Regions from separate parts of the Mus musculus genome. Here region 2 is linked to region 1. The links are chromatin contacts, called in public Hi-C maps. All regions are on one chromosome and are shown on one strand. Each heading gives the region's core, a stretch centred on a gene start, on an enhancer-like site or on the middle of the called end of the contact. The rest is flanking DNA. Distances are from core to core; before and after follow the strand shown. Region 1 holds the start of Lrrc17 (leucine rich repeat containing 17). Region 2 overlaps Fam185a (family with sequence similarity 185, member A).

The links. A called contact is a pair of places that touch in the nucleus more often than the background predicts.
Region 2: a contact with region 1 is called in a Hi-C map of uterus, with 2.3 times the contacts expected there. The contact joins the enhancer-like site here to the promoter of Lrrc17 in region 1. A contact is called at or near these places in 12 of 39 promoter capture datasets (the 3T3-L1 cell line, 3T3-L1-derived adipocytes, the C10 cell line and 8 more), 8 of 484 Hi-C or Micro-C datasets (the 3T3-L1 cell line, muscle stem cells, myocytes and 1 more), 2 of 115 datasets of contacts at active chromatin or transcription factors (fibro-adipogenic progenitors and pancreatic cancer cells) and 4 of 9 other capture datasets (adipose tissue, liver, macrophages and 1 more).

What each region holds. Positions count from the first base shown.
Region 1 is chr5:21,541,603-21,545,154 of GRCm38.p6, reverse strand. It overlaps Lrrc17 (leucine rich repeat containing 17), which reads right to left and starts at 1,628. Exons shown (of 4, transcript NM_028977.1): 1 at 1,436-1,628. It overlaps Fbxl13 (F-box and leucine-rich repeat protein 13), which reads left to right. Exons shown (of 21, transcript NM_001199632.1): 12 at 1,366-1,495.
Region 2 is chr5:21,439,508-21,443,059 of GRCm38.p6, reverse strand. The region is part of intron 4 of Fam185a (family with sequence similarity 185, member A); the gene reads right to left. Among named protein-coding and RNA genes, the nearest start is that of Fam185a, 16 kb to the right of the region's middle. Within about 2 kb of position 1,994, at least 53 of the 459 cell types and tissues checked have an H3K27ac peak or open chromatin away from gene starts, as enhancers often do. A contact at or near this core is called in pancreatic islet and uterus, where this site is marked.

The DNA of each region.
Region 1 (3,552 bases), core at 379-2,878:
AGAGAGAGAGAGAGAGAGAGAAAGAGAGAGAAAGCATTCTCAGTCCACTGGGGGGCTGAGGAGAGGGGTGTGTCTTTGGATGTTAGCGAGTTCTCTCTTTCCAGGTCCAGCCCACTGCCACTGTGGTCCAAAAGCTGCTTTGGCTCTTCTGTGGAATCTCATGCACACAGCTATTCCCAGAGGGGAACGTGTGTTCTCAATCAGTAACTCACCTCGGAATAGAGCCATTAAATCATATAGACTTGAGTTTTGATTTTAGGGCTAAATCTAACCTATGGGCAAGGGTTGCATATCTTATTTCACATTTATGTTAAGATAAACTTGCTTTGCAAGCATCAGGAGAGGTGGAGGGGCATTCTCTGCCTCCTTCTAGAGTACTCGATGGCCGCTAAGCTGTTGCAGACTCCAGACTAAGAGCGTATTGGTAGTTATTGCACAAGGAGGCAGCAAGAATCCTTACATTTTTAAAGAATGCCATGCTGAGGAGGGCTTAGAAGCTTGTCCACAGAGTGTCCTGAAAATGCCAGCCCTTACGTGGTGGAACAGACACATCCTAAACCAACCCATGCCCGCCCGGTCCCCTTTCTTCTGGAAGCTCTCATTTTGGTCATTGTGGTAATGGCATCTTTCCTGTTCCAACTCCAGTGAGATTGACAGCCTCCTGTGTAATTTTTATTTGTCTCAAGTGTTGCCCACTTAGCTACTCGATGTTCTTAGCCTATGTTTAACTCCTGAGTACATATCAGTCTGAACCGTTATTTTTAATTATCCTAAGGACATCATTACTCACAAAGCCATGCACGTTGAAATCTCTGGCTTTTAAATCATTTTTTTAATCAGACCCATTTTTTATTTGTCTCAAGTGTTGCCCACTTAGCTTGCTGCGTAAGGTTTTGTCTTCTTTCTGCCCTGATTCCTCACCATGATGGAACAGCTACTTTCCATAAAATGCTTATGAAATGTTTATCTTTCTCAACAGTTCATGTAGTAGTTTGGCAAAGGTAAGAGCTAAAAACTAGAGAGTAAACTCTAACTTGGGTTTCAGCAACAGACTTTCAAATAATATGCATGCAAGACTCCACCCACCCTCCAGCCAAGAAAAGTGTTACCCCATCAAGTTTCATGGAATCCTCCCAGATAGCCTTTCTTTCCCTTTGACATGCAGCCATGCATTATCTTCTCTATCACTGACACCCCCTTCACGTAACAGCAAGAGAGACTGCAGCTGTAAAACTGCCGAACATCTGCAAGCAGAGTGCACGATGAATACAGCTTTCGGTCTCTTTGTCATAGTGGCTCAAGAAAGACTTGAGAAAAGCTAAGTATTTGACTCTCCTTCCTCCCCTCTCTGCCCCATCGCCCCAGGTACTTCCACAACTTACAGAACCTCAGTCTGGCTTACTGCCGAAAGTTCACCGACAAAGGCTTACAGTACCTGAACTTGGGGAACGGATGCCACAAGCTCATCTATCTGGACCTTTCCGGCTGCACCCAGGTTTGCCTCCCAGTCTCAGTCTTCTCTGTCCTGCAGCAGGCGAGGACGTCCTCCCGAGAGCCAGCTGCATCCAGCCCTCATGTTGCACTAATGCTGTGCGTGGAGCACAGAACACTCTGCTGAGGTTTTAAATTACATGGCCACAGCTGCTTCAATTTTCTCCAGGATTGCTACTATAGGCGCCTGGCTTCTGTCCACAGGCGCGTCACATCAACAAACAGGCAGAGCTCATTGGATGATGAAACGGACCACTTCTGAGAACAGTTTGAGGGCAGAGTCCAAATCTCCAAAACTTTATAGAGCCACTAAGATACAAACAAATGGGGTGGGATACACAGGATTCCTGACAAGGCAGTTAGGTCCCCCGTGGGCTTTTCTCTGGGTAAAATGCTACAAGCAATAAATGTGAGAAATAGAAGTCCCACATAAAGGACCGTAAATGTTTAAAACTGCATTACATACATATCCTAAATATTACAAAGATGTGAGATTCGGGTGGGAAACTGTTTGAAGATGAAGGGACAGGGATTGGGGAAGTTGGGCAGGCAGTCATGTGAAATATATGGCATTCAGATGCACTCGCTACTTCTTCCACAGTTCCTTCTGCTATCTATAGTTTCCATAGACTTAAGCTATCCTTCCTGTGACCAATTTTCTCCCATTTCTTCGTGTCTCAATATTGATGTCTTCAGTAGTATACTATGTTCTTCATAATGCCACACAGGTGAGAGCTGGTTAAAATAAATGTCTAACCACAACCAGCTAGCTGTAGTTGCCAATGATTGAGCTGTTTTTGTGTTAGGTGAGACATCACTCTTTATACAGTGGATTCCTTGTGAGGGTTTTGTGCCCATTTACCAAAGTTCCAAGTGGTAGAATAAACCGGCCAGTTTTGCCTAGAAGCCTATGGTGTAGGTCACATGATAAGCACCTGGAGGCGGACACCACGGGGCAAGGAATTCTTATGCAGCTGCACTGTTCCCTGAACATGACTTCCTAGTGTTCTAGGTATGAGAGGTGAGAAGAGAAGACTTGTCTAAGGTTGAAATAAATGTACAGAATGGATACTTCCGTGAACTAGCGTGCAGACGTGCATTAGTACCAACCAGGACTTAAGTTGGAAGTACCCTTGTTTTCCTCATTGTGGCTGGATTTCTGATAGCTTTTTGACCTTGGCCATCTGATGTCTCTAAAGTACTTATTAAGAAAACCTGGGACTGTAGGAATTGTACATTCTTTCTCTGCTTTCCGTTGAGAGCAGCTGCTTTAAAAAGCTTTGTTATGGTTTTACAGCCTAGGAATGTCTTTCTCCCAGATCTGGGAGCTGTCCCTTTGACACAATCTCATCAAAGAGGATAGTGTCTCATCTGTGGGAGGGTAGAACACTACCTCAGATGAGACCCTAGGAAACACAGACCCCCCCTACCACAGAGAAAAGTGTTTCTAAGTACAGAGAGAAATTTGTGTGCTCAAAAAATTCCTCCAGCCAAACTTGCTAACTGTAAGTGTTTTAGCACTTTCCCTGCATCTCACCTTAAACAGTCTCCCACAGTAGGCCTTATGTTGTGTACATGCATATTGTGGCCACAACACACATAAACTTGTCTATGCACACACACAAACACATTCATGCCGCCCCACGTACACACATGAACAAACATGTACAAGCACACTCATTCCCATATATACTCATACATACACATGCACACATCTACACACATCTACACACACACACACACACACACACACACACACACACTCTCTCTCTTTCTCTCTCTCTCTCTCTCTAGGCAGTTATTAGCAGATACAGTAGAGTCCAAGTAAGATTCTGTGCTCTACTGCCAAACATACCTGATCTGTCATTGAAAACTGAGCTAATGTTTAAAATTGTAGGGTTTTCACACACACACACACACACACACACACACACACACACACACACACACACACACATACCTAGATTTAAAAAATAAGCGCAACCAAAGGCTAGAGATATTCATATTGTAGGGGGTGCACTCCACTATGGTAGCAGTGAACTGGAGCTGAGTCAGCCGTTT
Region 2 (3,552 bases), core at 745-3,244, 100 kb after region 1:
TGAAGGACCATGTTGTCACCTGATGACATGTAGATGTTCGTGGCCTGTGCCACGGCCTGAGTCCATGTTGATGTCCCTGGGCCCCCAGGGACCATTATGATGTGAGTGGCCTGAGCTCCCACCTGAGACCTCAGTGGAGACCATGCTGTTGAAGGCCATGTCTGGGTCTGAGGTCCTGCTACAAGATGGGGTCTGAATTGATATCCATGGCCCATGTCACCTCTGAAGACCAGCAGAGGTCCCTGTTCTGCATTGCTGCCTGAAGCCATGTTTATGTTTGTGGGCCATGCTGCTGCTAGAGACCTTAGGGATCTGAGTGGCCTGCACTGCTACCTGAGTGCATGGTGACAGAGGCCATGTCTGGGTCCTTTATGTACCCCGGTCTATGTTGATGTTTGTAGCCTATGCTACCACCAAAGGCCATATGGATGCCCTTGGTATATGCTGCAGCCTGAAATCATGTTGACTTCTATGCAAAATGTTGCCACTGGGGGCCACATTGAATGTGGGTGGCTTGCATGGTCACCTAAGGACATGGTGATGTCTGGGTCAGTGATGTCACCAAGGGCCATGTCTGGGTCCGTGGTCTTACTGCAGCTGGGTCTGTGTTGTGTTACTATGCTGTGTCCAGAAGCCATCTTGATGTCTGTGATTGCAGCTGCATCAGTGGGCCTTATCTGGGTCTGTGGCCCTACAGCAACTGGGAGCCCTGTTAGTGGTCTGTGTTGACATTAGAAACTATGGGACCATGCTCCTATGATCCATAAAGCGTAAATAAGCTACTTTTGCAGTGATATAGATGACTGCAGATACAGTTGAGAAAAAGGGACATGGAAGACTTCTGTGACAACCCCTCCCTTCCTCCCCAAATAGCAACAGCCTAGACAGGAAGCTGTCATAGAGAACTCTTAAGAACTGTGATAGGACGCTGGAGCATTGCCCTCCATGAGAGATGACTTCCAGCAGGGACTGGAAGGACTCAGCTTTATTTAGAGAGTAGGCCCCTGAGAGTTTGACCATGCCCCAGTGAGAATACAGAGAACATAAACTGATCTTTATTTTTTTGCTGTGGGGGAGGTCATTAGAGTGAGGGGCAGGAAAGGACTGGGAAGTCCTTGGTAGGGGTGTATGATGTTAAATCCTCAATCAAAGAATTAATAAAAATATTATGTTGGAAAAAAAAGTTTAGGATATTAAGCTTAAATATAGTCAATATTTTTATGGTGTGTGTTATACAACCATCTGCTGAGAGGGTGAGAACAAGGAATTCACTGAAATATATGTTCAGGGTCTTACTAGGATGACCCTTACTGCCCCTCCATCCATCCCACCTTGATACTTTAAGCTTCAACAGCACGTTCCTAAAAGCTCTTGGAACAAGGATGGAGGCCAGGTAATCACAGGAGAGGGAGCAAGCGATGTTGGTTTACCTAAGTGATTTAAAATAGTCAAAGCACTGGGTGTACACAATGAGTTAGAGTCTCTTTCTAATCTCTTTCCCTGTACTGGAAAACAAACAGAGCTAAGGACCAAGGGATGGAGGGAGAAACTGGCTGAATAACATGGAAGTAACTGAATAAAATTCCCCTCCTATTCCTGCTTACTCATGCACCAACGCTATAAAAGGAGTTGTGAGATAGTTGCTTTGACACAGAGTGACAATGGACAGCACCAGCAGATAGGTGGGAGGGGACTGAGGAAGTGAAACAGAAGTCCTTCCACTCAACTGTGCATTCTTTAAAGACGGCTACCATTTCCTGCACAACTCTGCACTCCTGGCTCCTAGATACCTGGCACACGGTAGCCAGTCAATAAGTGCATTCAATGAATACATTTAACCGTAGCAGAGGCTATGATTCATCATGTAGAGCCTCCTTTATACCTGAAGGGCTTTTGTTCATAGATGCGGAGAGAACTGCTGGCACACAGCCCTTTGAGGACAGCCCTCTTCGGAAACTGCTTCAACTGAACACAGCCGTCTTGGCCCAAGATCACACTCCTTCCTGGAGCAGCTGGGATCTAATGACCTGGGATATAAAACTCCAGTTTCCCTCACTATAACTTGAGGCAACTCTGAGGAACCTCGCCAGCTTCAGAGCTGTACTTGGGACTGCTGAAAGTCTATCATAGTCTGCCTTCTCCATGGAGATGGGGCTTCTTGCCCTGACATGGCATGGGGCCCAAGAAGTCTCTCCAGTAAACACTGCATTCTTATTTCCATCTCAGTGTTCTCTCAGGGAAACCCTACCTACGGCAACAGTGCATAAGAGACTTATTTAAACCGTGTAAGGAAGTATACTTGACTTCATATTAAAGCCAATAAATGTTCAAAGACTGTAGAAAACAAAACTCTTATAACTAGCAATATTTATTTCAGCTACATTAATCATTAGATCTAGAAATGTGTTCAATTAGTGGTAAATTTCCCCAAATTCCATTCTACCTGTCTAAAATGAAAGAAATAAAATATTTAAAAAGCATTAATGTATTGAATATGAACATGGCGTAAAGCAGAATAGAAAACAGTTGTTTTTCCTGCAGTGTTGGTCAATCAATATCTATCTTGGTAGGGAACTGTTTTACACCAAAACTTACTTGTATATTATTTATAATACTAATATGTCTTTTCTACCAAATGCAATATAAGCTATATCAGACCAGAATAAATAAATAAGTAAATAAATGCAGGTTTAATTGGCACAACTCCCCAGTTGATTACAGTCCCCAAGAACAGGGCTGAGGAAAGGCAGGGAAGTTTTCTAGTTCTCAGGTGAGGTGTGATGACGTGTGAGCCAGGAGCATGGTCAGAAGCTAGGCAGCTGGGAGGGCATTTGGGTAGGTGGTCATGTCAGAAGGCACGTTGCACTGGCTGCCAGGAGTGCCTTTTGGACACTTTCTTTAGAGTTATTTCAGTGCGGACTGGGTTGGGAGAAGGAGGGCAGATGGCTTTTCCCAGCTTGTGCTTGAGCAGGGGTGAGCGGTGGGCTCCAACCAAACAAATGCCTTAATTATGATCCCATAGAAGTGTAATGCTTATTAAAAGTCATTTAAAACATGAAATTACAAATTATTACTACTCACTACTGCAGTACTACTCATGTAGAGCTCTGCTCTACTTTAGGTTCAATACATGTTATCAATGTAGGGACTGTTGAGGCTCAGTCATTGAGTTGAGGTGCAAAGGTTATTCTAATTACCTACGTACACTGTTTTTTTTAAACAGAAGACTATTTGCTGATGTGTTACTTGCTAGCATGACTAGCAGTAACCACGTTCTAATACAACTTAATAAGTTGTGCTTACTTCTAAAACGTGGGAGTGCTGCCAAAATGTATAGACACTGATATCCAGCCTTACTAAGAAGTGAAATGAGCAGGCCATGCATGGAAAAATGTTCAAGCCCACACTTCCTGGAGAAGGCCCAGCAGACACTTAGCAGATGTGCACAGACTGTTCTGTTGTCAAGGATTAAGTGGCTCTTAATACTACCCCTATGTACTGCAGCGCATACGCCTGGACCTGAATCCTCAGCTCTGTGGAAATATAAAATAG